2 separate regions of the Sus scrofa genome follow, and region 1 is linked to region 2. A link is a contact called in public HiChIP or PLAC-seq data. All regions are on one chromosome and are shown on one strand. The core of a region is the stretch at or near the end of the contact, and the rest is flanking DNA. Distances in the headings are between cores, read along the strand shown.

The links. HiChIP or PLAC-seq counts read pairs in DNA pulled down with a chosen protein or histone mark.
Region 1: a contact with region 2 is called in an H3K27ac HiChIP or PLAC-seq map of skeletal muscle, with 2.4 times the contacts expected there. The contact joins the promoter of RPL27A here to the promoter of SCUBE2 in region 2. A contact is called at or near these places in 1 of 47 Hi-C or Micro-C datasets (embryonic fibroblasts) and 1 of 2 datasets of contacts at active chromatin or transcription factors (skeletal muscle).

The regions. Positions count from the first base shown.
Region 1 is chr9:710,056-714,117 of Sscrofa11.1, forward strand. RPL27A (60S ribosomal protein L27a) reads right to left here and starts at 2,355. Exons shown (of 5, transcript XM_003482496.4): 1 at 1,139-2,355; 2 at 711-774; 3 at 251-326. The coding sequence starts at 1,141. TRIM66 (tripartite motif-containing protein 66) reads left to right here and starts at 1,516. Exons shown (of 23, transcript XM_021062260.1): 1 at 1,516-1,640; 2 at 3,520-3,743. The coding sequence starts at 1,627.
Region 2 is chr9:387,907-392,147 of Sscrofa11.1, forward strand. SCUBE2 (signal peptide, CUB and EGF-like domain-containing protein 2) reads left to right here and starts at 1,900. Exons shown (of 21, transcript XM_021062256.1): 1 at 1,900-2,014; 2 at 3,013-3,135. The coding sequence starts at 1,900.

The sequences.
Region 1 (4,062 bases), core at 1,105-3,604, 320 kb after region 2:
GCAGCCAGTGAATAAGCTCAGCGGTTACTCTTCGAGGACTCTAGCACACTGAGGCAACAGCGGATACCCAAGCGTGACTCTAGCCTCGAGCTCTCAGTTCCCATGAAATGTCCACAGGACAAAAAGCCAACAACAAGCAAGTTTTGCAAGTAGTCAAAAGCTTGCTTCCCATCAGAGACGTTCCCAGCCACCCTCTGCCCCGACACCCGCGGTTTTCAGTACCGTGAAAGCACACGCTGACAACACTCACTATTTGTCGAAGTTGATCCTGTGGTGATGCATGCCACCCGCATTGCCCCGGCCTCCTGGGTGCTTCCGGTGTTTGCCTGCAGGAGCACACAGCTACATGGCCAACGGTCTCCTCCGAGCGCTTGCAAAAGCGCGCCCGTGCTTCTGTGCCTTTGCTTAGGCTGTTAGCAACCGGCAACACTATCCCTCTAGGCTCCAGGCTAAACACTGCGAAGCAAGGCTTCCCGTCGCAACACTAACGCGGTAATAACTGGCCTTCAACCAATTCAAGACTGAGCCCCGCTCAATCTGCAGGCCCCCAAATGATATCAAATCCTCTCAAAGCGGAGGGTTTTCAGAGAAAAGGCCAACGGCTAACGATCAAGTTCGACGGGCTCCACCGCACAAAGCTTCACCCACCTCTCTAAGCTCATCTGCCGGGGACAGCCCGAGGCCGGCCAGGACGGGAAACCGGCACTTACCGATGCGGCCGTGGCCGTGGCTCACGTGGCCGCGGAGTTTCCGGGTCTTCCTTAGTCTGGACGGCTGTGTGGGAAAAGGTGCCCGGGGTGAGGCCCTGGGAGGTGGGGCGGGGGCCACGCTTGCCAGCCTGGGAAGGGGCTGGGGCGGGGGTCTGCTCTGCGGCGCCTTCAGCGAAGCTGAACCAGGCTGATCACCGCCTGGTTCTCATCAGGGAGGCGCCCGGGTCCGCGTGTCTCAGGAATCCGGACTCCGGGAAGAACACGCGGCCCCAGGCTCCCCGCCCCGTCCCGGCCGCCCCGGCCGGCGGCCGGACGTGAGCGGCCTGGAGGATGAGGCCAAAGGCGGGAGCAGGTGGCTGGGGGAGCAGGTGAGCAAAGCTCGCGGCCTAGGGTAGCAACCACACGGGCGGACCAGGACAATCACCTACCATGTCGGCGGCCGCGACGCAAGAGGAAGGCCTCGGCAAAGTCTCGCGAGCTATCGGGCCCAGGGGCGGAGCCCACGCCTCACTTCCGGCTCGGGGGGCGGGGCCTGCGAGGGCGCGGATCTCGCGCGATTACAGGTCTTGCCGTTTTCGCATCCGGGGGTTGAGCTCGCCATCGCAGAGCTGTTCCGGGGGCGGCGGCGGGGCCGGGAGCCCTGCGCGGTGCAGTGAGTGCGCTGGCGCTCGCAGGCTGAGCTCTGCCGCCGGGGGCGGGGCTTGAGGGCTGCGGTGCGCGCCGCGGGCGGGAAAGCCGCCGGGGCCGCCGGTCTCAGCTCCCCGCCGACCGCCGCAGCCCTGAGCAGTCCCGCGGGTCTCGCTCTGGTTTTGGTGGCTGGCTCGGGCCGGGCGTAGCGGCCGCTTGGCTTGTCCCCTGGCCGCGTGAGGAGCCACTTTTGGCCTTCGGTGCCCACCGGGTCCTCACCCCGCGGCGTATGGAGCGTCCCAGGTCAGGGGTAGTCGGAGCTGTGGCCGCCAGCCTGCACCACGGCCGCAGCAAGGCCGGCCTTTAACCCGCTGAGCGGGCCCAGGGCCGAACCCGCGTCCTCACGGACGCCAGTCGGGTTCGTTAGCCTCGCTCTGGTCCTTTTAGGCTCCGTTTTTGATGTCTCGCCCACCTTCCCGGGCCTGCGCGCCCACGCTCTCGGTCTTCCTCGCTCCTTCGCCCTTGTGCCTGGTCCTGGCCTTGTCCTCGCTTTGAACAGCCTCAGTTCAGGGACCTCTGCGCTTGCTCGCGTTAAGGTCCTGTACTCTCCAGACCCTGTAGATTTTCCGCCGCTCTCTTGTAATTTTCACTGGCACCTACTGGGCGCGCCTGTGAGCCCCTCCTCTTCTGGACAGAGAACCCCCGCTCAGTCTGGACCCAAAGTGAGCGTCCCCTCTTGGAAAACTGACCCATCCGGTCACGGTTGCTCACATGCCCCCACTGGGCCTCCTCAAAAATCTAGGGCGTGGCTCTTAGAGAATCTTGATCTGCGTTTGTCTTTCCTGCTGGACCAAACTCCTCAAAGACTGGAGGATTATTTTCTTTTTATCCATGTACTCCCAGCTCCCGGCATGTAGTACATGTTCAACAAATGATCGTTAACTAAAGTGGAGGGGGCACCCTTCCCGTGTTAAGTCTCAACCAGTGTTCAGGATCACAGTCCATCAGTTAGTCTGTGTGTGTGTGTGTGGTTTCTGTGCCATGTTCTGTAAAGCTAAAATACTGCTTAGCTAAAATATCCTAAATTCTCCCTGTCTCTCTTTCCTACCCTTGCTCCTTCCTTTTCAGCCAAGTTCACCCAAAGAGCAGTCAACAAATCCTGTGCATTTGCTAGTTTCCTGTTCATCCTTTAATCCATCACAGTCTAGCCCTCAGTCCCATTATTGTAATTAAAGTGCTCCTACCAAAGTCATCAATTAACCAAACTCCAAACTGCATGGACTCTTCTCCATAGCACTTGTACTCTGTCTTAACCCATTTGACTTCTTTTTCTAGAGCACCTCTTGCATTCTTCCTACCAGTCTTCCTTTCAGGTTCTTCTGCCTTTGTCCACCGTTTAACTGTTGGTATTCTTCAGCCGTCTGTGCTTGCCCCTGTTAAGGTTTCGTAGGATGCCGTCTCTCCGGCGAGCTCATCTTGGGTGGCTTCCGTCTTCATCTGTGTTGCTGACTCCACAGTCGTATTCACTTAATTACGGGCTAGTTTCCCTCCGACATTCCGAGGGATGTCAGGGAGACGGAAAAAATTATCCTGAGCATCCTTTTCTCTGACACGCTGTCACCAAGTCCTTTTTTAGCCCTCCTGGCACTCCTTCGTGAAGGCCCTTCTCACATCGCTTCTCTGGGGTTCAGCGCCCTCCTGTGATCACCCTGCCTGCACTCCCCCCTCCAGCCCCTCCGTCCTTCACGCCTCTGCCAGGTTCATCTTCCCCAGCCACGACTCTCATGCTTTCACTTACTTCATCAACAAGTTCAGGAGCCCCAGCTGGCCCCAGAGAACAGCGCAGACTCCCCTCCACTTTCCGACACAGGTTTTCTACTGCAGCCAAACTTGAGCCATCCCTGCTGCCCTTCCTCCTGTGAGGTCCTGTTTCTCATGCCAGCTATACTCCCCCTCCTGACCGGAGGTCCTGAAGCTTCCTCTCCTTCTTCAGAGACCCACCTTATCCCCTCCCAGTGCCCAGCTATAATAGCCGAACACAGGCTGCAGTTTCCAGAGTGCATGTGCCTCAGGGGTCCGCACCCCCAGCCCCGGGTGCAGGGCACCGAGGCCCAGCAGGTTGCCTGGCTGCCAGGCGCCAGGGCTGCTGAGACAGAGCCGGGCCTGGTCTCTGTCCCTCCAGGTCTCCTGCCCTTTCCTCAGTGACCACACGCCCTCTGACCTCACAGTGCTGGGGCCTTCATCGGGCCTGGAGCCCTTCGTCCCATGCTGCCTGTCGCCAGCAGAAAGAGGGGCCTGGGGCGTCGGGGGCAAGGCCTGAGAAGAGGTCACCCTCCATCCGGCATCAGGAGCGGCCCGTGCGTGCGCGAGCGGTGAGCGGAGCTCCCTGGACACGGCCCCGAGGAGGTGAGCCGGGCAGAGCGTGGGCAAGGAAAGGTCACCCCCGGTGTCCAGCACGGAGGGGCTGCAGCCAGGACCAGGGCTGCAGGGGCCGGGGGCCGGGGCTCTGCCGCAGGGGCGTCGGCCGGCTGGCTTCTCGGCGCGCGGGCCCGTCCTCTGCCGACCAGCGCCCCGCGTCGGGTTCTGGGCTCGCTTGACCTTCGTCTCCTCGGCGGCTTGACCTCGGGCCAGGGAAGCGCCCTGGACGGCTCTCTGCCCCGGCTTTCCGCGCAGCCCCTCTGCTTCACTGGGCAGCCACGTGGCTGGGAGCGAGGCTCCGTGGGCC
Region 2 (4,241 bases), core at 650-3,149:
CTGCAGCGGGTCCCTGACGTTGGAGCACAGATTTCCCCTGGAGCCCTCCATGGAAATTCCCAGTTATTAACCATCTTGACTGATTGGAAGCGTCAGAAAGGTTTGCGCAGGAATCCAGGAGCTGACCCGCTGAAAGCACATCTGTATGGAAGTTAGGGCAAACAAAATAGGATTCCGAACATTTTTGGAGATCTGTGCCAGCTGTAAACGTTTCCAGGAAACACAACAAAAACTGACTCTCTTAGGCAAAAAAACATTGGGTCTTAGAACTACTTTGTATCCTTACTAAAATATAAGCTCGGGGGACCAGTGAAGGCAAAGAATAGCGTGTCTGGTTTCTTGCCCGGCACAAGGGGCTGGAGAAGACGCCTAGAGAGGTGACTGGGCAGCCTTGTGTATTTAGATGCTTTGACTGGAGCCAAAATGGTCTGTGCCACACAGTGGGCACTTTTGGGTTGGATTTTAAAGGAAAATAACTTTGATCATTTCAAAAGCAATGACGCTTAATGCAGCGGAGAGAAAAGAAGGTGGTAATTTATGGCCACTGTTAGGGACACAAAGACAAAGACGGAGAGAACCGTTCACCTAGTGAAGATTTACAAATGTGTAAAACCACCCTTAGGACTAGAAATAGCTGAGTGTCTCTTGGCACCAAACAAAAGGGGGCGAGAGTGAGGAGGGAAAGAAAAAACCTGCCTGCCTTCGCTGGGGATGAAGAGGTCAAAACAAAAACAAAAACAAACCAACCACAGCAAAGTTCTTATTTTCTCAGATTCTCCAGCAGACAGCAGCGGCGCTAGCAATGAAGACCCGAAGAGGCAGTCCCAGCCCCGCGGGGCAGCAGCGGAGAGGGCAGGGGGCTGGGGGCCCGGGGAGGGCGGTGGACCCCAGGAAGATAAGGTTTTGTGCCTGAGCTCGGTGGGGATTTTTTGTGATGTTTATTTTTTTCTGATTATCAAAGGAATGTATACACACACACACACACACCTGTATGGATGTACCTAGTCATAGGGAAAATTTAATAAATGCAGAGAAGCTCAAAGCACAGGCAAACCCCTGAGTACGGTGGATTGTCGCACCTTGGAATTGCTGCTACCTGGGGAGAGGCTGATGCTGGGGGTTGGGGGGGCGGCTCTGGTCACCTGTGCCCCTGTGTAGGTGTGTTTCCTTGTAAAGGTGCCTTGCTCGCAGACCCAGGTGGCTGCCGGTATCTGCAGCTGGGCTGACCTGAGGTTTACAAGTCCAGCTGGTGCCACCTGTGCCACCTGTGCCCCAGGCAAAGTGGGGTGGTCTCCTGTCCCTGGTGCCTCACCCTCGACCTCCCGCTTCCTTTCCCTTCGCCTTTTAGGCTGCTCTGAAGAGACATCGAACCCCAGGCTAGGACAAGAGGACTGCCGTCCTGGGAGGACTGGGGGGCAGGGGGTGCAAGGGGGCCTGGGATGGGCAGGATGGGGAAGGGGCAGACAGGGTGTGCCAGGGGAGCAGAGAAGCAACTCTGAAGTCTGCGGTCGCTCTCATTCCATCCACACTAAAGGCAGGTAAGCCTTGCAGGTGGCTTTGGGATCTGGGGACTCTAGGACACTTGCTGGGCTCCCCGTGTCCGCCTACTTCAGGCCAGAAGCGCCGTTTGTCCTCCCGAGAGGAGCCGGGCCAAGCCGGAGGACCCCGCACAGGTTGGGCGAGGGCCCGGGGCGCGGCAGGCTGCGGGGCCTGCGCGAGGGCCCGGGGCACCCGGCGAGCCCGCCCCCGCCCGGGCCCCGCGGCCGCGCCCCTCGGCCGAGCGGGGGCGGGAGGGCGCGGGGGAGGTCCGTGCGAAGCGGGGGCGGGGGCGGGGGGCCGGCAGGCCGCCCTCACCTCTCCGCGCCGCCGCCGCCTCTTCTCCGGGCCGCCGCGCGGGCCATGGGGGGCGCAGGCCGCCGCCGCGGGGGCGCGGCGCGGGCGCTGCTGCCGCTGCTGCTGTCGCTGCCGCTGCTGCTGCTGCTGCGGGCGGCCGGCCCCGGGCCGCCGGAGGAGGGTGAGTGTCCCGCCGCGGGGCGCACCTGGCGCGGGGCGGGGGCGGCGGCAGGGTTCCGCGTGTCCTGCTCGCCCGGGGCTCTCCCGCAGGCCGGGCCGAGGCGGCGCCCCCGCACGGGCTTGAGGCCCGGGGCCTGGGGACACGGCCGGCCTCGGCCCCGGCCCCGATGGCCGTGCCCCCGGCGCGCTAGCGGTCTGCGCGGGGAGCGGGCCGGGCGGCCGCGGGCGGAGGCGGGGAACCGAGGGCTCGGCCGCGGCCCGCGCGAGGTCCAGGCAGCTGCGCCCCCGGCATCGCGGCCCAGAGGTGGCCCGCGGGCCTCGCGTCCGCCCCGGGGAGTTTTCTCCCTGCGCAACAGCCGCTGTTTGACAGGCCGAGACCCCGTTCTGCACCCAAACTGGAATCAAAATACTTTCAAAACGCTTTTGTTTTGAAGGAGCCCCCGGAGCGCTCTCAGCCCGGGAAGCGCTTCTCCCGGGGCCCGGCGCGTCTGGGGTGTGTGCCAGCCCAGAGCCAGAGGGTTGCCTCAGACCCCAACCCGGAGGAAGCTGGCAGAGCGGCTCTGTTCTCAGAGCGCTTGTGCCCGCTCCAACTCTCCCCCGCCGGGCCCTTGCCCCGCCTGCTCACGTGCCAGGCGCTGGCCTAGGCCGCAGGGACTCAGATCCGCGCTGTGGTCCCGGGACGCCGTCTAGCCCAGGAGACAGGCAGGAAAAGTGGTGGTGTGATATGTGACACATCTTAGGGGTCGCCTTCTGACACTCCCGGGTCATGACAGGCTTCCTAGGTGAGGTGGGTCTGAGCAGAGTCCTGAAGGCCATTGTAGAGGGCATCCCAGGCAGAGGGCACCCTGGGCAGAGGGCGCAGGGTGTGCCTGGAAACCGGGCCTGGAGGCTCATCCCAGGAGCTCCCAAGCGGTTTAGCTGGTGTTGCCAGGAAGGGGTCAGGGCCAGGCCACCCAGGGCTTAGGACACCCTACCAGGAGCTGCCGTGCTGTTTTGCAGATGTGGACGGGTATGCCCAGGGGGTGGACGATTGCCACACCAATGCCCTGTGTCAGAACACACCCACCTCCCACAAGTGCTCCTGTGGGCCTGGCTACCAGGGGGAGGGCAGGCGGTGTGAGGGTAAGTGACTTGGGGACCAGCAGAGGGGCGCCAGCGGCGGAAGCTTCCTTAGCTCTTGCACTGGCCGCTCATGTTGGTGAAAGTGCTGCTCTGCCCCCCCCCAGCACATCAGCCCCTCCCTGCAGCGCATTTCAGATCCTTAAGAGACAGGGAACATCGGGTCTTCCTGAGGGCTGGTCATACTGTTTTATCTGCTTCTGCATTGTCCTTTTGTCTAGCTTCTAAAAGCAACAACAACAACGAAAGGCACGTTCGTATCTTTTGGTCCCGAGTCACTCAGCTTAGGGGGCAGAAGGTCAGCAGCCTTGTTGGTCGGGAGAGCCATGCCACCAGAGCAAGGCTGGCCTGGCGCCTCCCTGAGGCAGCTGGCACTTTCACTCCGGAGCTGGAGTGCCAGGGCCTGCTCTCGCGTGAGGCTCCGGCGGCTGTCTTTCCATGACTTTTCCAGTTTGGCATTGTGACCTGCCAGGCTTTGGACCGACGCCAAGAACCTGCCTCATTTGGAGCTGCAGGTTTGCCCTGGAAAGACGTGTGCAGAGGGATGTTTTCAGTCCTTGGGGCTCCAGGTCTGAGATCCTCAAGTCTGGACTCGGCCGTTTTGTGCTCTGGGCCCCTGGGGGTCGGCCCCCTCTCAGGAACTCTGAGGTTGAGAACGGGCCACAGGCTGGACTCTCATAGGAGGGGCTGCTCGGGGGCATGGAACCCGTGGATGTGGGAGCTGGCAGGGCTCTCCGGGGCGCTCTGAGCCAGTCCCATCTCTCATTCGACCGATGGGGACACGGAGGCGCGCAGGGATTGGGAAAGGCTTTGTGGGCACGCTCGCACAGGTGGCCTGCGGGCGAAAGAAGGTCAGATCCCAGCCTAGCTCGGTCCCCAGCCCCGCGTCTCCCATTCCCTCCGTCTCCCGGGCCCCCCTTTGGTGGGGTGAGGAATCCTCGTGTCTGCAGTCTCCTTTGTGCACCAGGAGCAAAGCTTCCTCTCCCCTCCGGGGAGGCGTGTCCCGCTCAGGTTCCCGGTCAGGTTCGTCTGCTCGGCATCTTGCGAGGCCAAAGGGCTCCCTCTCTCAGAGCCGTGTCTCTGCCAGTCCCTCCGTGCCGCCCCCTGAC